Regions from separate parts of the Mus musculus genome. Here regions 1, 2, 3, 4, 5 and 6 are each linked to region 7. A link is a contact called in public HiChIP or PLAC-seq and promoter capture Hi-C data. All regions are on one chromosome and are shown on one strand. The core of a region is the stretch at or near the end of the contact, and the rest is flanking DNA. Distances in the headings are between cores, read along the strand shown.

The links. Promoter capture Hi-C pulls out the DNA fragments that hold promoters and counts their contacts. HiChIP or PLAC-seq counts read pairs in DNA pulled down with a chosen protein or histone mark. Capture Hi-C pulls out chosen DNA fragments and counts their contacts.
Region 1: a contact with region 7 is called in a promoter capture Hi-C map of liver, with 2.4 times the contacts expected there. The contact joins the promoter of Unk here to the promoter of Slc25a19 in region 7. A contact is called at or near these places in 7 of 39 promoter capture datasets (cranial neural crest, erythroid cells, hippocampal neurons and 3 more), 5 of 484 Hi-C or Micro-C datasets (B cells, CD4 T cells, embryonic stem cells and 1 more), 5 of 115 datasets of contacts at active chromatin or transcription factors (astrocytes, effector CD8 T cells, embryonic stem cells and 2 more) and 2 of 9 other capture datasets (adipose tissue and embryonic stem cells).
Region 2: a promoter capture Hi-C map of second pharyngeal arch cranial neural crest shows a contact between it and region 7. The contact joins the promoter of Galk1 here to the promoter of Slc25a19 in region 7. A contact is called at or near these places in 11 of 39 promoter capture datasets (cranial neural crest, embryonic stem cells, erythroid cells and 7 more), 5 of 484 Hi-C or Micro-C datasets (B cells, the HL-1 cell line, embryonic stem cells and 1 more), 6 of 115 datasets of contacts at active chromatin or transcription factors (bone marrow-derived macrophages, craniofacial prominence, effector CD8 T cells and 3 more) and 2 of 9 other capture datasets (liver and pancreatic islet).
Region 3: a contact with region 7 is called in a FOXA1 HiChIP or PLAC-seq map of pancreatic cancer cells. The contact joins the enhancer-like site here to the promoter of Slc25a19 in region 7. A contact is called at or near these places in 2 of 39 promoter capture datasets (both in liver), 2 of 115 datasets of contacts at active chromatin or transcription factors (pancreatic cancer cells and stem cell-derived neural progenitor cells) and 1 of 9 other capture datasets (embryonic stem cells).
Region 4: an HNF4G HiChIP or PLAC-seq map of pancreatic cancer cells shows a contact between it and region 7. The contact joins the promoter of Unc13d here to the promoter of Slc25a19 in region 7. A contact is called at or near these places in 1 of 39 promoter capture datasets (liver), 1 of 484 Hi-C or Micro-C datasets (embryonic stem cells), 1 of 115 datasets of contacts at active chromatin or transcription factors (pancreatic cancer cells) and 1 of 9 other capture datasets (pancreatic islet).
Region 5: a FOXA1 HiChIP or PLAC-seq map of pancreatic cancer cells shows a contact between it and region 7. The contact joins the promoter of Trim65 here to the promoter of Slc25a19 in region 7. A contact is called at or near these places in 2 of 39 promoter capture datasets (liver and pre-B cells), 2 of 484 Hi-C or Micro-C datasets (embryonic stem cells and muscle stem cells) and 2 of 115 datasets of contacts at active chromatin or transcription factors (microglia and pancreatic cancer cells).
Region 6: a contact with region 7 is called in a promoter capture Hi-C map of pancreatic islet. The contact joins the promoter of Itgb4 here to the promoter of Slc25a19 in region 7. A contact is called at or near these places in 4 of 39 promoter capture datasets (embryonic stem cells, hippocampal neurons and liver), 2 of 115 datasets of contacts at active chromatin or transcription factors (embryonic forebrain and pancreatic cancer cells) and 2 of 9 other capture datasets (embryonic stem cells and pancreatic islet).

The regions. Positions count from the first base shown.
Region 1 is chr11:116,028,891-116,031,623 of GRCm38.p6, reverse strand. Unk (unkempt family zinc finger) reads right to left here and starts at 1,308. Exons shown (of 16, transcript NM_172569.4): 1 at 1,133-1,308. The coding sequence starts at 1,236.
Region 2 is chr11:116,011,453-116,014,152 of GRCm38.p6, reverse strand. It overlaps Galk1 (galactokinase 1), which reads left to right and starts at 1,434. Exons shown (of 8, transcript NM_016905.2): 1 at 1,434-1,639. The coding sequence starts at 1,475.
Region 3 is chr11:115,954,135-115,956,834 of GRCm38.p6, reverse strand. The region is part of intron 4 of Sap30bp (SAP30 binding protein); the gene reads right to left. Among named protein-coding and RNA genes, the nearest start is that of Gm39474, 13 kb to the right of the region's middle. Within about 2 kb of position 1,449, at least 176 of the 459 cell types and tissues checked have an H3K27ac peak or open chromatin away from gene starts, as enhancers often do. A contact at or near this core is called in embryonic stem cells, pancreatic cancer cells and stem cell-derived neural progenitor cells, where this site is marked.
Region 4 is chr11:116,076,616-116,079,376 of GRCm38.p6, reverse strand. It overlaps Unc13d (unc-13 homolog D), which reads left to right and starts at 1,416. Exons shown (of 33, transcript NM_001009573.2): 1 at 1,416-1,432; 2 at 1,716-1,929; 3 at 2,590-2,625. The coding sequence starts at 1,816. It overlaps Wbp2 (WW domain binding protein 2), which reads left to right. Exons shown (of 8, transcript NM_016852.3): 8 at 1-806.
Region 5 is chr11:116,129,765-116,132,464 of GRCm38.p6, reverse strand. Trim65 (tripartite motif-containing 65) reads left to right here and starts at 1,337. Exons shown (of 6, transcript NM_178802.4): 1 at 1,337-1,879. The coding sequence starts at 1,460. It overlaps Mrpl38 (mitochondrial ribosomal protein L38), which reads left to right. Exons shown (of 9, transcript NM_024177.3): 8 at 1-45; 9 at 335-648. The coding sequence ends at 471.
Region 6 is chr11:115,973,388-115,976,091 of GRCm38.p6, reverse strand. Itgb4 (integrin beta 4) reads right to left here and starts at 1,367. Exons shown (of 40, transcript NM_001005608.2): 1 at 938-1,367.
Region 7 is chr11:115,626,869-115,629,568 of GRCm38.p6, reverse strand. It overlaps Slc25a19 (solute carrier family 25 (mitochondrial thiamine pyrophosphate carrier), member 19), which reads left to right and starts at 1,274. Exons shown (of 7, transcript NM_026071.3): 1 at 1,274-1,504.

The sequences.
Region 1 (2,733 bases), core at 59-2,558, 400 kb before region 7:
GTGATGTTATTCTGATGTTAGACCTTCTTATCAAAAGCAATGGCAAGGTTGCAGAGTGAGAGAGAACTCCAGTAAGAAAGGACCAACTGATGACCACCATACTTGAAAGGCTAACCTGAGTTACAGTCAAGTTTGGATGACGTCAGCCAACACTAGTCATTTGAAGAAACCAATACATTTTCTATAACCAATGTTCCCCTGTCCCAACTCCCAAAAGTGTTGAACCAGAGCTGCTTCTGCCTGACTTTAGTTCGGATGCTGCCAGCTCCTGGCTGGACGCTGGAGTGTTGTTCAATCTCTCGGGTTCTGACATTTCCACAGGTTGGGATCTCCTAAACTGGCCCATCACTCAGGCACCCAGTAGGGACACTCCTGGCACACAGCAGGGAACGGAAACCAACAGGGCTTTACAAGAGGAACTACAGCATTGGCCTTTGTCTCACAGAACCTAGGCCTACTGTGACATGACAGCAAGGAAGGCAGGGACCTAAGCTTGTACACATGCAGTTTTTACATTGTGGCAATCTCATTTAGGCCAGTTACGATGAGGCTCCCTTGCCTGCCCGATGCTGAAGGGGTCTGCAACCATTAACACCCCGGATGTCGCTGACTCAAGCTAGACAGTACAGCCTGCACGGAGTGAGCCCATTTCTGCACGTTTGACTGTTTAAGGGAATTCAAGCATGGGTGATCCTCGTGGACAATCTAACAGGCCTTAAAGATACAAAAGGCCTCCGGTGCACAGAGTCTCCTCCCGAGACTTCAAGCAAACAGTCATTTCTAGACAGGTCTCGTGCTGGTTGGTACAGACTTCCACTTGTCATGTCGTGGACTTGTCGGGTTTTATGTCTGAGACCGTCAGGCCTCTGAGGCCTGGCCTGAGAAGTGTGGATTCGGGACCCGCGCTCCTGCCTTTCCGACTCGGAGGCTGGGACCGAGTTTCCCGCCCCACTGCCCGACCAGAGGTTGGTGACAGTTGAAGTAAGCTGGGACCGGTCCCAGCAGGTTGGAACCGGTCTGGGCCGAGCCGGAGGAAGGGGGGGGGGGACAGCCTCGCGCTCTCCCTGCGCGCGTGACTCACGCTGGCCGCTGACGTCAGGCGTGCGCGCGCGGCGGGGGGGGCTCTACGTACGTGTAGTGCTGCGGTTTCTCGGGCTGTGCCTGCAGCACCTGAGCGGTAGCGGCCGGGGGCGCCGAGGAAGCTGCCGAGCCGCCGGGCCCGGGGCCCTTCGACATGGTCCTGTCTTCCTGCCTCTTCGCCGCTCCCCTTTTATTATTCAGTCTGCGCGGTCCGCGCCGAAGACCCACAGCGCCTGCGCCGCGCCACGAGAACGTGAAGACCCCCCGCACAGCAGCAAAGGTTGCTGGGAGTTGTGGTCCTCCTTTCCGGTGAAATTTTACCGTTGGCACAGTGTCGCTGCTAAAGTGCAAGACCACAATACCCAGAGATCTTTGCGGACGGTGTCCCGGATGCTGAGGATCCGCAATGCCTTGTGGTAATTGTAGTCTAGTCACTCTTAACTATTACCTGAGCATTGTCAGTGTGGTCGGAGGTGAACTCTACCTTTAAACTGGATCCTCCGGAGAGCAAGGAACCAGTTAGGGAGGCCTGAAACAACTCCACGGAGAATGTTCCAAATGCAGTGCAGTAATTGCCTTGCCTCCCTACCAGTACAGTTGGCGCACCGTTTCTAAAGTCAGTCTAGAGCATTGCCTCGGAGCCAGCAAGCTAGTCAGCCAATATTTTCATAATATAGTAACCTGTAAATCACCAGAGAAAGTATGCAGGCTAGCAGACAGTTTGAAGAAGCTTTTTATTGTTGTTGCTTTGTTTTGTTTTTAAAAATTACAATACACCATATTGTTCCTGGGCATCATTAACATTTATCAACCCTGAAACCTGGAACCCCTCCACTTGGGCTCCTTCTGAACTCAGTGGTTGGCCCAAATACCTTGTTTCCAGTAGGTTAAGGTCCAAGGGAGAACCTAATCTCTATCTAGAGTAGTCTCTTAGGCACTTTGGTAAATTGTTGAGAAGTATAGTGATAGACTACATGAGAAGGGCCAGGGGCTGAGGAAAAAAAAATGTTCTAGTCCATTCTAGTTCCCTTTTCTGGAAAAAAACCTTTCTGTTCCGGGGAAATGCAAGGCAATTGCCTCACATTTAGGAATATGGTTTTATGAAATGACTTTCTACAGGCTGGATATAGGGGTACATCCTGAGGGAGGAAAGTCACAAGTTCCAGGCCAAGCTAGGCTATGTACTAAAACCCTATCTCAAAAACCAACACGGTGGCATGTATCTCGGTCCCAGCACTCAGGAAGCAACGGAAGGTGGATCTCTGAATTCAAAGCCTGGTGGCATCCGTTGGTAGTTCTAGGTCAGCCAGAGCTGTCAGTCTGTCTAAAAACCCGAACAAGAACAACCAAACAACAACAGGTTGGAGATGAGTAGGGGTAAAGGTGCTTGCTTCCCTAGGCTGCAAACCCAAGTGGGATCTCTGGGACTGATGTACAGGTGGTAGGAGAGAACCCACTCCACGAATAATAATAAAATAATAAAAATGTCCATCATAGATATGTAATACTTCCCATTTGACCTTGTTTTCTATGTTCAATCTATATCAAATTCTTTTTTATTTTTGGTTTGTGAGTACATGTTTGTGGTTTTGAGGCAGGATCTTACTTATGTAGCCCCAGCAGGCTTGAAACTTGATATGTAGATCAGGCTAG
Region 2 (2,700 bases), core at 185-2,684, 380 kb before region 7:
ATTGTTTTGAATGCCGCCTTCTTCTTCTCCTTCTTCTTCTTCTTCTCCCTCGGCTGTCCTGGAACTCACTCTGTAGACCAGGCTGGCCTCTGAACTCAGACATCTTCCTGCCTCTTCCTCCCAAGTGCTGGGATTAAAAAGCTGTGTGCCACCGTGCCTGGCTCACATACTGCTTTCTTTTCTTATTTTCTTTCTTTTTTTTTTTTTTTAGAAGATCACACCTTCTTTTTTTGTTGTTTTGTTTTTTTTAAAGATTTATTTATTATATGTAAGTACACTGTAGCTGTCTTCAGACACTTCAGAAGAGGAAGTCAGATCTAATTACGGATGGTTGTGAGCCACCATGTGGTTGCTGGGATTTGAACTCAGGACCTTTGGAAAAGCAGTCAGTGCTCTTAACCACTGAGCCATCTCTCCAGCCCCACATACTGCTTTCTTGATTTACATGTCTTTTGTTAACAAAACCTGTTTATTTGTTTTCTAGACAGAATCTTAGCCCAGACTGGTTTCAGACTGCCGCTCCTCCGGCCTGAGTCTCCCATGTGCTGAGATGGACTACTATGCCTGGCTTGGAAATTATTTAATTTTTGAATAAGATAGTACATTTATTTGTGTGTTTCTTTTGAATGCATGTGCTCTCTACCACTGAGCTACACCCCCTACCGTTCTCCACTCTTACTGTCTTACATTTTAGTCCTTCTGTTAGAAGGTTTCACACAAGGTGACCAGGAATAGCTAGGAATCCAGGCAAAGATTTGGGCCAGCATGAAGGCTTTAGATGGTCATGTCTCTGAGACCAAGGCTCTTGTGGAGGAAGCAACTGCTAGGGGCCAACAACATTAGCCATCTTTGCAGTAGCCTTTGCGTCATCGAGGAGTGCCTGAGCTTGCTTCCTGCCGGCCACTGGATGAGATGAACTTCAGTCCTCCATCGCCAGGAGCCAGAGAAGGAGCCTGTAAAAGGCTTCGAACCTTGGCTCTCCTTGTTTATCCCTAGACTGTGTACCACATCATCCTGTTAGAGACATGACCGACCAGGGGCTGACGACTTAGCATAACTTCGCTAGATCCTCTGGGACACTCAGCTGTTCCTGTTGCCAGCTCGTGTTGGTGTTGCCCTGGCTGTGTGAGGGATGATGATGATGGGGATGGGAGCGCATTAAGAGGCTCCAGGTTCAGGGATGGATGGGAAGTTCAGATCTCCATTTGTGTTAACTGCTACTCAAGTGGGAGCCCCAAACTCCTGCTAGGACATCACCGAAGATACAAGTTGCAACCGAGTCTCTTCCTCCAGCTGTCAGCTGCCGCGTTGGCTTGCGCTGGAGAGCTAAGTTTGGACCCCGCTCTGCAGGTGGGATGGGCGGGGCCGTCGTAGCGGGGGCGGGGTCCCGCGAAGGACAGGAATGTAAGTCCGCGCCACGTGGCTCCGCCCCCAGCATCCCGCGGGGCGGTGCGCCCAGCTGCAGACGAGCGTCATGGCTGCTTGGAGACCGCCCCGGGTCGAGGAGCTGCTGGCCGAGGCCCGCCGGGCCTTCATGGAGGAGTTTGGAGCCGAGCCGGAGCTGGCAGTGTCGGCGCCGGGCCGCGTCAACCTCATCGGGGAGCACACGGACTACAACCAGGGCCTGGTGCTGCCCATGGTGAGGGGCCGCATTGGGGACCCTTCCTTGTGTGTGCTGGCCCGGCCTGCGGTAGGGAAGGGCTGGCATAGGGGGCACGGGAGGGCGGGTACCCTCCGGGTGGAAGGCGGAGTGAAGCGGTCTAGCAGACGTGAGAGACCCCGGGACGTGCAGTTGTCCACGTGCGAAGACAGGAAGCCAGAGCTGGGGGGAGGGGGGCTGTGCGGTTTGTCTTCTCGAGCCCGCCTTCTGGGGGCATCGCCCACAACTTGGAAGTATGAACCTCTTAAAAATGTGAGGACCAAGGAAGCAATATAAGAGAGTATTAGGCATGGTGGCGCATTCCTAATAGTCCAGTACTGGGGAAGCTCAGGCATGAGAATTGCCACGAGTTCAAGATCAGCCTGAACTACAAAGTGAGTTCCAGGACAGCTTGGGCTGTAAGATTCTTAAAACAAGGAAAAAGAAAAAAAAGGAGGTTATTTAGCCCTCTGACTTTGATTGGGCCCACAGCACCGACCTAGACCTATGCAAAGGTAGACCTGTGTAAATGTAGCTTCCCCCCCCCCCCCCCCCGGCCCATCCCCTTGAATTTACAGAGAAAACAGTAGATCCACAGAGCACTAATGACTCCCTCAAAGTTACACATTCGGTTCTTGGACTCTCAGCCTGGGTCTCTCAGCGCATAAGTAGTTCCTGAACAAGGGATTACCGCGTGCAGAGCTGGGTCCAGGTGGGAGGAAGTCTGGAGCCCCTCTGGGCCTGTTTTTGCATAAGATCACTATCTGTCCCCTTTGGCCCACAGTTGGACGCTAGCTAGGGCAGAGTCCAGGTTCACATTCCTATCACCACTGGCCCCGCCCCTGAAGACCCACAAGGCTGTGCTCTGAGCCCCCAAGGCTAACGCTTAATTGAAGCGCTTTCTCCCATCTCCTTCAAGCTAAGCCTATTCCCTTCACGGCCCTGTGTGTCCCAGACGACAGAACCTTGGGGTTTGGATCCTGGTTGCTTCAGTCACCCTGGGGCTGTTCTAGAACTTCAAGTGACATGAGTTTTCTATTTGCAATGGGATATTCCACCCA
Region 3 (2,700 bases), core at 200-2,699, 330 kb before region 7:
CTGACACAAGAACCACAACTCCCGAGGGCAATCAATCCCCTCAGAACACTGCCCACCCAAGCCTCGCCTCCTCTCTCCCCATTCCCTTCCCTGACAGCCTCCGGCCACCCCAGGACCTCAGAGTCGGCTCTGGAGCACACAGACAATGGGCTGATTGTTGTAAGATTCTGTCATGCTCTTTGAAACATTCCTCATGAAAAGAACCATACAATGTGCAAACAGTGGCAGACAGCACAGGGTGGGGCAGGAGGAAGGCAAGCACCAAAAAGCCACCACCAATAGCATCTAGCCCAGCAGGGGGACCTACTGTGTGCCAGGCCCTTCTCTAAGCCTGTCCTAGGAACAGCTCTAGAGAGCTGAAGAGGGTCTGTGGGAAGGCTTAGGGTAGCATGGCAGGGGGCTGGGGGGAGGCGCAGGGTGGCATGGCGGGGGGGGGGGGCTGGGGGAGGCGCAGGGTGGCGGGGGTGGGGCTAGGGGAGGTGCAGGGTGGCATGGTGGGGGTCTGGGGGAAGGCGGAGGGTGGCATGGTCTTCCTGGTCTCTAGTCCAAGGCTGTTTTTTTTTTTTTCTTTTTAAGATTTTACTTTTTAAAAATTATAGGCATGTCTGTGTGTGGTACCCTAGGAGTCCAGAGAGGCATCAGATCCCTTGGAGGTGACATTTATCAGAGGTTGTAACCCCCAGACATGGGTCCTGTCTATGAGCAGAATGTGTTACCTGCTGAGCCTCCCCTACGGTCATGATTCTAAAATAATTCCAGGTCTTAAGAGATTAAAACAAAACAAAAGGGAAAAACAAACAAACAAAAAAGAAAAACTAGGTGTGTGTAGGGGGAAACCCCTCATTTAGGGCCCCAGGCTGGCCTAGAAGGGACTCTCCTGCTTCAGCCTTTCGATTGGCTGGGATTGCAAGTGTGCACTGTGCACCCAGCATGGGTTAATGTTTTCTTCTTAGCAGATAAGGTGCTTTGATCTCTGCATAGTTACCATCCCTGTGCTGAGTAAGACAAGGCCTTCAAGACCCTGGAGACTCTAATGACTTCCAGGACAGTTACTGTGGATCGGGCCTGTGCACACTATGAACACACTGAGGCCAGGGGTCAGGCCTGAGGCAGTCTTAAAGCATAAGTACAGCCTGGGCTTCGTAGATGTCAGTGGTTTTAACTAGACACACCCAGAGCACAGGCTGGGCGACAGATCAAAGGTCATGCTGTGGCCTGAGATGCAACTGCAGTCGAGAACAGTCCCCACAAGGGGGATAGGATACACACTTGCCGCTGCACCATGCCTTTCTGCCACCTCCCAACTGGCCCTCAGGCAGGGCACTACCCAGCTCTGGCAGGCAGTCAAGCCAAATCTTGGTTTCTTCCTTTTTCTTAGCCCTGGGGTAAGACGTTGGTCTAGGTCTGAGCTCAGTCTGCAGAGGCCAGCCCAGAGTGGAAGCGGGTGGAAAGAGCTGGCTAGGGCATTTTGTGAACATTCATAACAAAACCAAGGCTTGGCAGGCGCTGGGCCACAGAGGGTATATGTGCACGTGACACAGACAAAGAATGCCCTTTGCCATTTGCCAGGAAAGCTTTTTAGAAAAACAGGGTGTGCCACGGTTACTGTAGCAACCCCCCACCCTCTGGGACATAAGTGACAGAGAGTATGGAGGAGGAGGGAGCCTCATAAATTGGGGTAGAAACAAGAGTATTCCTGGGAAATAAGTGACAAGAAGGTGACATATGCTGGACAACAAAATAAAAGTATACTTCAGAGACTTGAGGACAGACTTGAGTGCCTCCTCCCTGAGTCCTAGAATGTGCCCAGTACAGAGAACAGCTGCTCTGCAGAGCGGCCAGAGCCCCTAACCATCTCAGGAAGTGTCAGCAGTGTGCCCGCAGACACTTGCCACAGTGCCTATGCCTTGGCTATGCTAGGGGTAGCTCCATTTACTATCCACAAAGCCTGTTGTCAGCATGAGTCACATCCTGCTAACGCCTCTGTCAGAAAACATCTGCAGTATCCATGGCCACCAGGTGGGAACCTAAGCAGAGTAGCTAGTTCCAGGGACTCAGACTACGGCAGGGGAACAGGGACAGAAAGCCCAGTGGGGCCGAGGACACTTGCAGAATACTTAACTGGCTGTAAGAAGGGGCTCCTGAGTGATTTGAAGACCCCTGGACTACACCCAATACTGTTCCAGGCCCGTGGGGCAGGCAGCTGTCAGGAGCTAGAGCACTGGAGAAGCCCGTGAGTTGGCTAGTCCTTTGAAAGCCATCCTGTTGAAGAGTTGACTTACCACCCACTCCTCAAAGAGAAGAGTACTCACCCTACGCAGGTGACAGTGCACTGTGCCCGCCACGAGAGGGCAAATAACAGACTATGTCGGCTACATCGAGAGGTCCTTTCGTCAAAACAGACAAATGTAAAGGAACACCTATTCTCAGCAGTGTGCGTGCAACCTCTAAGGAACCTGCTTAAGGGGAAAGCCAGGCAGGAAAGCAATGATCCACCAGGCGCTCAGCCTGGGGCAACTCTGCTCTCAAAGGGACACTTATCGGCAGGCTGCAACTCTGTCAAGCATCCTATCACGCAAGGAAGGCCTTCATAACACAATGACCCAGCCCAAGTGGTTGTCAATAAGCCTCATTTATATGAAACTGTTAAAATAGGGCTGAACTTCCATCAAGATCACATCTTGCCAGGCATGGAGGCGC
Region 4 (2,761 bases), core at 167-2,666, 450 kb before region 7:
AGGCACGTCCCAGCTTCTCGCCCTAGCTCAGCTCACAGCGCTCTTCTTCCCAGCTTCCCTTTCACCATCTCTGGAGCTCGCAGGAGCACGGGGTGACCCTCGTTCCTCATGATACTAGCCCCCACCCATACAGAGGGACTCTCTGGCCACTCCTCACTGCTGCCCAGCCCCTTCAGCCTGGTGACCATTGTTCTTCATCTCTTGGGCTCCTAAGACCAGCCATGTGTCTCCCCAACAGGCCCTGCCAAACCCTGTTCACATTCCTTACCCCTGGTGTGCTCCTGGCTCTGGAAGGCCGCTGTCCCAGCAGACTGTCAGTCCAGTCACACTTACCCGGCCACCTTGTTCTTTGTGAGAGCTTCCAGGGATTTTGCTGGGCGCTTCCAGTGGCTGGCATCAGAGGTGAAGCCACTGTGTTACAGAGGAAGCCCCTCTGCCCCTATGCTACTGTTTCTGGGAATTATTCGCCTCCTCTCCTCTCCCCTTTACAGGGGGCTGCTCTGCAGGAGGGATAGAGAATGCATGTCTGTCCCGCCAGGCCCTTTGATCTGGGACTGAGGCCTTCCAACTATGTGACCTCTAACCTGCAGTCTGCCCCTCTGTAAGCTTCACGCCCCCTGGATGCACTAAGAATTGCTCTTGTTCGTTCCTGGTCCAGACACAAAATGAGGAGATGGTTATTTAAAGAGAATTCCTATTTATTTGACACAAAATGTCCAGTTAATATATTAATGTGAAATAAACCCTGTTTGCACCTTGATTTGTTTGCTACAACTGTGAAATAGTAAAAACGAAGTGACTGGAGGTTCTCTGACTCTTGTGTGGTGACCAGGGTGAGGTCTTCCGGAGGAGGGGCTGCGGGCTGCTGGGGGCGGGGCTAGAAGGCCGGTTTCCGTCTCAGTGCGAGTGGTTGGTTCTCAACCTTCCCACAGAGCCCCCACGCCCCTGCACCTGCCTGGGATGGTGTCTGTGCCACCCACTGCCAGCGGGGGCCAGGACGAGGCCTGTGTCCCATCTGCTCCTCCCGCTCCCCTCCTGAGCACAGGCGTGCCAGGACTTCTACGAGGGAGGGTCGCTGGGCTGGCTACCACAGTGTGTGCCTTCATGCCACCTTACCCAGGAAAGAAGACGGTGGAATATGGCAGTCCTTAAGCCGGACCTGCACCCCACTCACAGTGAGCCAGAGAGCTGTGGGAGATCCCAGATCAAAATGCTCCCACGCACAGAGACTGCTCCGAGGCCTCATCTCCTCTCCTCCCCATCTCTGGCTAACACAAAGTAGTTCTGTCCCTTGCCTGGAATGTCACCTGTGGGGTGGAGCAGGCTGAGCAATTGGCTGAGGAACGCCTCTTGCCTCTAGCCTCTCTGGAGCCACCGCCCTGAGCCTGCCCCACCCTGCCCCAGATCTGGGGCCCATTCAGAAAACCTTAGGGTGAGAACACCACAGGTCTCCGGTGGGCGGGTGGGTTCCCCGGTCCAGGCATAGTTGAAGCAGGCAGCGGCCTTAGCCTGGCCTTACCCGTTGCCAGGAGCTCTGGACTCTCCCCAGAGCCTCCGTGGGACGGTGGGTGGGGCTTGCCTGCCCACTGTGCCCACTTTCTCCTGGCTGAGGAAGATCTGGCGGGGATGAAGGCTGAAGGGTGTTGCTGGGAGCTTGGAGAAGGCCCCACCAAGGCAGTGACACCCTGACCCTTCCTTTCCTCCACCCTCCCCAGCAGAGTGTAGCCCGGGGGCCCTTTGCATCACCCTGCGGCTTCCTTGTTTCCACCCGGCCGCAGCCAGGGGGTGGCAGAGTGAAGGGCAGAGCCAACCACCATGGCGACACACCTTTCCCACCCCCAGCGGCGTCCACTCTTGCGCCAGGCCATCAAGATAAGGCGCCGCAGGGTCAGAGACCTGCAGGATCCACCACCCCAAGCCACCCAGGAGGTAGGAGTGACTGCAGGAAGGGGCAAGAGCCAGCCCGGGGGTGCTCAGTAGTAGTGGGGCTTGGATGTGGGAGGCAGGCCCCCACCCGCTTGCCCTCTACGGCCCTGGGGGTACTTGTGGGTGGGCAGAGGGGTCCACCAAGTATCCTCAGAGCCACGGTGGGTTTCTCCAGTCCCTTCTTTTTGGTGGGCTTGTACTCCAGGCCCACCCTGTTCCTATAGCTTTGAAGGTTCCAGCCCCACGAAACAGTTATCTCCAATGACAGTGGGCTACCTGGGGGTCCCCTCTGAGCTAGCAAAGACATGCCTGCCATCTCCCCCAACTCACCCACTTCTGCTGCTAGGCCTCACTTCCGCTGCTGGGGTGAGGAGCCGGTGGCCGTCTGATAAGCACTGCTGTTTCCTCTGGGGAAGGAGAGGGGGGCAGGTGCTAAACAGCCCACAGCTGGGCCTGAACACTCATGGACCTCAGGCATGGCGGGCCAGGGCATGGGCAAGATGGGCCAGGGGTCAGCCCTTCAGAGAGCCTTATGTTGGAACAGGTGAGGGACATGGTCGGCCCAGAGGCCGAGGTGCTGGGGTTCCACTGTCTTAGGCATGGCCCTTCCTGGCTGGCTGGAGAGGCCTCCAGGGACGCCGTGTCTTTCTACCTTGCTCCTAGGTCCAGGTTCAGTCCCACCATTTCTCCCCAGAGGAGGTAAGAGGAGATGTTGGGAGAGTGTGGGGGATGATGGAGGAGGCCCCTCAGCCCCCAGAGTCTGAGGATGCAGCAGCCTGGTAGAGAACACGCTGTGTCTCAACCTTCACTGGACATCTGCCACTTTGTCCCTTTT
Region 5 (2,700 bases), core at 88-2,587, 500 kb before region 7:
GCCGCTGGGATGACTCTGTCACCCACACCTTCCACCAGCTTCTAGGTAAGGGCTTAGTGGTCAGGCAGGCCTGGGGATAAAGACCTTTCCTGCCATGCCAGGAGATGGCCTTTGAAAGCCAGGGTGAGCCGGGCGGTGGTGGCGCATGCCTTTAATCCCAGCACTCGGGAGGCAGAGGCAGGCGGATTTCTGAGTTCCAGGACAGCCAGGGATACACAGAGAAACCCTGTCTCGAAAAACCCAAAAAAGTCCCTGGCAGAACTCCAGCCTCACAGGCAAGGAAGGAGGCCCAGGTCAGCAGAAGTCCACCACTCTCCCCTTACTTTTCTTGCAGACATGCGGGAACCTGTGTTTGAATTTGTACGGCCACCCCCTTACCACCCCAAACAGAAGCGCTTCCCCCACGAGCAGCCCCTACGCTATCTGGACCGATACAGGGACAGTCATGAGCCCACCTATGGAATCTACTGAGAGACTCAGTACATTCATCTCCGAGGGGGAACTGTCGCAGCAGCTGGAAGGTCACACCTCCGGAGAGAGCCATCTGAAGCCAACTGAGACAGTCCCATGCTGGCCTCTCCCAGGACACCCAGGGGCTTGTGGATGTGCCTCGATTCTATGTGAATAAAATACTTTTTTCCTGATGCCAATATGTCTTCACTTTCGGGCACCCAGACCCTTTTAGTGAAGCTTTAGTGCTCTGTGGGTGAGCAGAAGGTGCCCAGCAGCCCGGTAGCTGGGGGTACACATGAAAAGTGAACCTTTGCCCAGCCTGTGATCTTTGTGAAAGACAGCCCCGGGATCAGAACCTCCTCGAGGAGAAAGTCCTGCCCCTGTCAGACCTAGCAACAGATTGCTTGTTACCTTAGCATATTTCAGCCCCCACCAAGGCCTGGAGCCCCCACTGTGAGGCTAGAGGCCTAGAAACAAATCAGTTCTGCCTACTCCATTAGGAGTGATCTCTGATTCATACTGCCTTTGGGGACCCTGGAACTCCCATCTGCTCTGCTCAGCTGTAGAGGAGATGACAGTAGCCTGTCTTAGGGTTTTACTGCTGTGAACAGACACCATGCCCTGGGCCTTTAATCCCAGCACTCAGGAGGCAGAGACAGACGGATTTCTGAGTTCGAGGCCAGCCTGGTCTACAAAGTGAGTTCCAGGACAGCCAGGGCTACACAGAGAAACCCTGTCTCGAAACCCTCCCACCCACTCCTCCCCCCCAAAAAAGAGTCTAGGGAAGGAACACAAATAGTCAGGGTGGACCGGAGGGAGCCGCGCCCCAGCTCCCAGTGCGTCAGAAGGCGGGCAAGCAAGGGTGACTTGGATCCCTGCCAAGGAACGTTCTAGTGCACCAGGCTGCGCACTGCCGCGACTTCCTGGACTGTCTTCCCCAACGTAGTGCTCGCACTGGTAGCCTCGGCCCCTTTAAGAGATCTGAGCACTGGGCCTCGCTTCCGCCATGGCCGCTCAGTTGCTGGAGGAGGACGTGGTGACTTGCTCCATCTGCTTAGGTCGCTACCGGGACCCGGTGACGCTGCCCTGCGGGCACAGCTTCTGCGGGAACTGCATCCAGGATTCATGGCGTTCCTGCGAAAAGTCGTGTCCGGAATGTCGCCAGCCCTTCCCCGAGGGCGCCAAGCTGTCCCGCAACGTGAAGATGAGCACCTTGCTGCAGGCGCTGCCCGTTCTGCCGGCGCCGCCCGCCGTGACTCCGCGCCGGGACTCCGCCACAAGCCACAGCGCTCGCTGCCTGCGCCACGGGAGGCCGCTCGAGTTCTTCTGTCGCACGGAGGGCCTCTGCGTGTGCAGCGCGTGCACGGTGCACGACTGCAGCCACCACGAGCGGGCGCTGCTGGACGTGGAGCGCCGCGTGCGCGAGGTGCGGGAAGGGCCTCTCCGAGGGCCGAAACTGCTTGTGGCCAGGGCCAGGGGCTGCAGCAGGATCTGCGGGTTCCCATATGAACCCAGAGGGCACGTGCACCTGACTGCTGCACGCAGCTCTCCCCAGGTCCTCTGAATAAAGTAGAGCCAGAGTGTTAGGTCAGGGCTGGCAGCCCCATTCGCTAAGGTGGCCAGCATTCAGTAAGTGTGATTTCTGCCCTTCAGAGACTGAAGGATCTACTCAAGGGTCAGATAGAGTCTCAGCAAAACGTGAATGTAGAGTCAGCAGGGCCAGTCTGCATGGTGGTCGTGACTCTTCCTCTAGGGATGTGCAGTGCCTTTCCAAGCTGAGACAGGGTGATGATGTCATCAGATTTCTGCTTTCTGGAGTCTGAGCCCCAGCTGGGGTGTGGAGGGGGTAAGAGATGAGGGGTAAGAGGAAGGAGGTCTCAGCTGCAAAACAAAAGAAATGAGAAGTGAGTGGGAGCCCGGTGCCCAGTGGAGAGAGTAAGACGCAGGACAAGGGTTTCTTCGGGAGACCGGGCTGCTGTGTGCTGAGGTTGGGTAGAGAGTAGCTGGTTTGGGATATGCAGTGTGTGGGGTACACAGACAGGGGTGGGGGCACAGACATCTACTGAGAGCTGGGAAGAGATGCGGACAGTGAAGTGAAAGAAGTCGCTATGGTATCCCTAGAAGGAGTGGAAATTTGTTGGGCAGGGGATTACATCCTGACAAAGCTGTAGAGATGGCGGCCAGGGCACAAGCAGTTACAGGAGGGAGAGTTCTCCAGGTGCCCCAGGCTGCTGAGAGGTTTTAGTT
Region 6 (2,704 bases), core at 118-2,617, 350 kb before region 7:
TAAAGACTAGGACTGAGGATGCCATCACAGAGTGTGTAGCCATGGCAGGCTGGGCCAGACAGGACAGCAGTTCTTGAAGCTGTAACAGCCCCTTGCCTACCCTGTCAGCTATTGGAAGTCAGAGTTAAGGAGTCAAACGCTCATTTTCTGCTGTCCATTCTCTCAGCCCCCAGGAGACTCGATTTTCACTTTTAGTGAGGGTAGAAACAAACGTGCCATCTGGGTTGAACCTATGCTCAGGGTGTGGCAAGTCTGTCAGGAAGAAGGAAGAGGTCTGCCCCTACCCTTGGGAGCCACCTGGAGTCCCGGGCCACAGTGACAGCCAGAAGGCTCCTCCAAGGATCGTGGGAAAGAGTGTATGGCGGGGCCAAGTGCTCGCGGGACTGCTGGATGAGATTCTGAAAGGTCCCCCAAACAAAGGTGCCTGGAGCGGGCTTTGGGAAGAGAGCAGGCTGCGGGCCAGCCAAGAGGAAAATCAGGGACTCCCCACGCCTGACATGCACCCGGGTCACCACACAGCAGGTCCTGTCAAGCCGGACAAGAAGGGGGCTTGCTGCAAGGTAGTTAAGTTGTTCCTCTACTGTCTTCAGATTCAGGGGAGGTAGCACTCAGAGGGCTGGTGAGCCCCCAGCCTCTACCCACTCCTATTACCCACCTACCCAGTGTCCTTTTCTAGCAGGGGTATCTGATGTTCACCATTCTTTCCCTAGATCCCAACTACCCCGCTCCCAGCTGTCCCCTTCCCACATCCTGGCAGGGTTGGCACCTGTCCTGGCAGCATGGGCAGAGGGAGCCAGGGCCTGCCAATCTTCAGGGAAGGGAAGGGAAACAAAAGCCCCGGGCGGGAGTGGGTATTCACTTTCCTCTCCAGCCCTGTTGTCCCGGGGCACCGGGGCGGGCGGTGTGCCCTCGGATCTGCAGCGGGACCTGCACCTACCTTAGTGAGACTACCTCGGACTTGGGCTGCGTTGGGTCGAGCTGAGCGCGCGGGCGAGCCCGGCGGGACAGCAGGGCGGGCGGCGGCGGGCGGGAGCCAGCAGCGCTTTATGGACGGGCGGCGCAGGTAGGAAGGAGGCGCTGGTGAGTCAGGCGGACTGCATTCCTGCGCGCTGCGCGCACCTGTCGGGGCAGGAGCTGGGGTGTCGCCGCAGCCGCCAGGCCCGCCCCCCGGAAAGGGCTGCGGCTCAACCGGCGCCGGCCCCGAGCCCCGAGCCGCCGCGGAGGGGGCTGGAGGAGGAGCCACTCTTCCCTGCAGCACAGACCGGGGCTCCGTCTTCCCCACCCGTCCAGGCTCCCAGATCGGGTCCCCGGGCCGCTCCGGGTCGCGGGTCCGCTTCTTAATACAGTGAGCCCAGCTGGGTCAGTCCCGCTGCCTCGACGGTCATCGGGTCGTGCACCACCCTCTCCGTGTCAGCGCGAGGATAGGTCGTGCCCCAAACTGGTAGGGAGACTTAGCACTCTTGGACTGCTGGCCACTGGGTTCTCTCTGCCTCTACTAGAGGAACCGATAGGCAAGGACTGGGGCCTCTAGGTTTCTTCGGATACTCAAATCTCCTTAAAATGTAATTGTAGCCATCAAGAGGCCACGTGACCTAGTGTGGAGTAGCACTCATGGATTGTTACAGTGTTGGTGACAAGCTGATTCACAAATCTTACTCTTGCGGCAGGCTCTCGAGTGCCTTCAGGCCCCGTTTCTGTTTAATAATGAGTCCGTTGAGGCGCTGCAAGAACCCAACTCTAGTCTCACCAGGTTAGCTAATGCTCACCGCTGGCACTGGACCTCCTCAACCCGTGGGGGCTTCAAGCTCGCCAAGTGTCAGAGCCAGAGTATGCAGTCTGAAACTCAGCCAGATTTATCCTTATATTTGAAGACCCTGAACTAATGTTACAAGATCTTTAGTTTTCTTCGGCTTTGCCACATCCTCTGTTGGTTTCTAAGTCTGGTCGGAGAATATGGCCTTTTCCCACTGTGTAGTCCAGGCTAGTCTTGAACTTGGGGTAATTCTTCTGCCCCTGCCTTGCAAGTGCTGGGATTACAGGCATCCATCACCACACCTGTCCTTTTATTATCTTCCTTTTGATTCGGTGCTTGGTATGGAACATAGGTCTTCATGCGTATCAGCCATGTACTCTACCACTAAACTAGACCTCCAGACCAGAGTATGGCTTCTTTATGGCATTTGCTATACTGGTTTGAAATGATCATCCCACTGGACTGTGGACTCGGAGAACCCATGTTTTCTGCCCCAACCTGGGGTAATCCAAGTTAGGAGAGGTGGAGAGGCCTATGCCCAGGTCTGGGCTAGAGAGAAGGGAGGTTTTTGTTTTTTTGGTTTTTTTTTTGTTTTTTGGTTTTTTTTTCACCAGCCCAGCCCCAGCCCTGGTGCCTGGTACATAGAGGAGTTAAAAAAAAAAAAAAAAAAAAGTGTGATTGGGTAAGATGTCTTAATGGGTCAAGGTGCCTGCTGACAAACTTCATGACTTGAGTTTGATTCCTGGTGGGACTCATTGTCACAAGGTCTCTGTGGTGTGTACATCCATCCCACCCTCTCACATAAACAAATGAGTAAAACGAGTCTGTTGGGGCACTGCTGTTGTGTAGCAGGCCTTTCATCCAAGCACTCAGGAGGCAGAGGCAGGTGGATCTCTGTGAGTTCAAGGTCAGCCTGGTCTACATGGAGAGCTTCAGGCCAGCCAGGGCTAT
Region 7 (2,700 bases), core at 25-2,524:
GGATTTCTGAGTTCGAGGCCAGCCTGGTCAGAACTCAGAGTGAGTTCCAGGACAGCCAGGGCTGCACAGAGAAACCCTGTCTCGAAAAACCAAAAAAAAAAAATACAAAAAGGGGCTGGAGAGATGGCTCAACAAAAAGATGACGGCTTTTCCAAAGGTTCTGAGTTCAATTCCCACAACCACATGATAGTTCACAACCATCTGTAATGGGATCCGATGCCCTCTTCTGGTGTGTCTGAAGACAACTACAGTGCATTTATGTACATAAAATAAATAAATCTTTAAAAAAGATTAACTCTTTTTTTTTTTTTGGTTTTTTGAGACAGGGTTATATATATATATATGGTTATATATATATATGTATAGCCCTGGCTGTCCTGAAACTTACTTTGTAGATCAGGCTGGCCGCGAACTCAGAAATCCTCCTGCCTCTGCCTCCTGAGTGCTGGGATTAAAGGCGTGCGCCACCACGCCTGGCTAAGATTAACTCTTAAACTGTAACAAATAAACCACTGATTTAAAAACATGTAAGTAATGATACATTAAGAAGTTGCAGCAAATTACTTAGATCTCAGTTCAGATAAACTTTTTGTTTTAGAGGTCAGGGTCTCACGTAGCTTAGGCTGGCCTTGAACTCTGGGTTGATGTTGAACTACCGATCGTCCTTCCGGTGCTAAATTTCCTCCGGGGGTGTGTGTGTGTGTGTGTGTGTGTGTGTGTAGTTTCCTCCGGGTGTGTGTGTGTGTTTGTGTGTACAACTCCCTTAAAGGTTCTTATTCCTCCGTGTGTGTGTGTGTGTGTGTAGTTTCCTCCGGGTGTGTTTGTGTGTGTGTGTGTACAACTCCCTTAAAGGTTCTTATCCCAAAGAACCCATCTAACCCCGACCCGTGTGTGTGTGTGTGTGTGTGTGTGTGTGTGTGTGTGTGTGTGTGTGTGTGTACAACTCCCTTAAAGGTTCTTATCCCAAAGAACCCATCTAACCCCGACCCAACTCCAGTCCTTCAGGCTAATAATACCAGGCTTCCCGCCATCTTTTCCAAAGTTATATGACTTCTAAGACTACATTGATTTGGAAAATAAAAAATAAAAACTGGGTCAAGTTCAGCGAGCTCTAATATTCCATAGCCGCGCAGACTTCAGAGGATCGCGCCAATGAGAGGCCCTCTAGAAGGTCGTAAAAGCCAACTTCGCCATCCGCTCTTTTACGGCGTCGGAAATGCGCACGCAAGGCGCTGTGGTACTACACCTCCCAGGAGTCTCTGCAGCTTCTCAAGGGGGTGGGGCTTGGAAGCGGAAGACTACAGTACCTAGCGGTATCTGGACAGTGACATTGGGATGGGACCTTCGACGTACAACGATTCGTCCAGCGGCGGCCAAAAGCTGCACGGTGATTGGCCTAGCAGCCTGTCAGTTACTGGCAAGTGCTGTTAAGTTTTGCTGTTGGGCTACACTGAGAGGGAGGGAGAACTGAGCTTGAGGAGCCCGGACGGGCCTGAAGTGTCAGGTGAGTGGACCTCTGGCTTTGCTTTCTTCCCGGTACTCTCGGGGGCCGGTACCCCCACTCCGTGTGTCAGAACAGAGAAGGGCAGGTATCCACGTGGGGCGGGGACGGATGCTCACGAGGCACACCTGACCCCAGGAGCATCTTCAGAGACACGGAAGGCGAATCCCTCCCACCACCACTCACCATCGTAGGCGTTTGCACATGGGGTGTCCACTGCCCCGGACTCACGGAGACGCCCTCTCCACCCCACCCCATCCCCGGAAAGCCTGGACAGTGCACTCACGCGAGGCTGTCTGCAGAGCGCCTCAGCAGATCACATGGGCTCTCGGTTAGTCACCGAAGGACACCTGTCCACCCGACAGTGGAGTCTGAGGTAGAAAAGCTGCAGGGTGAAGAAACTCGCTTGCACCCCCATCACTGCCACTCAGGTCAGCAGCCGCCCTGTCTCAATCCTGCATTTATATTTATTTATATTATAAATCATTTTTTATCTGTTTAGATAGCAAGACTGTTAATGCACGAAGATTTTTGAATAAACAGGAGATTAATATTTCCCTTTATTTATTTTTGTTATTGGTTTGCGACCGTATAATCCTGGCTAGGCTCGAACTTGTTATGTTCTTAAGGGTGACCTTGAACTCTTGGTCCTCATGCCTCCCACCTCCCAAGTGCTGGAATTACAGACTACACTGCTGTGTTGGTTTTTGGAGACTGAACCCAGGGTACGTTAACAAATGTGATACTTTCCTCGCCTGGGTTGTAAAAATGTTTGTGTTTTTTAGTTTTCTTGAAGGCAAACACTTTTAAAGCTTTTTAGGTGTGTGTGACTTACTGGTTTTTATCACTTAACTTGATGAGCAGTTTGAGCCAGGCAGTCAGACGCCATCTCCTACTTCCCACAAGGGAAACCTGAGTTGGTATTTTATTTCATTTAAATGTCTTTTTACTTTTATTTTGCTGTAAATGAGTGTTTTCCCCGCATGCATGCCTGGGGCAGGAGAAAGAGTTTCGGATCCCCAGAGACTGGAATGACTGCTGTGAGCCTTCTTATGGGTACTAGGTCCTCAGTAAGAGCAGCAGCCAGAGCCTGCGGGTGGGGGCACATGCCTAGAATCCTAGCACTGAGGTAACAACCCAGAGTGGGGGGGTCCTCTAAGTTCAAGGCCAGTCTGGTCTACAGAGTGAGTTCCAGGATA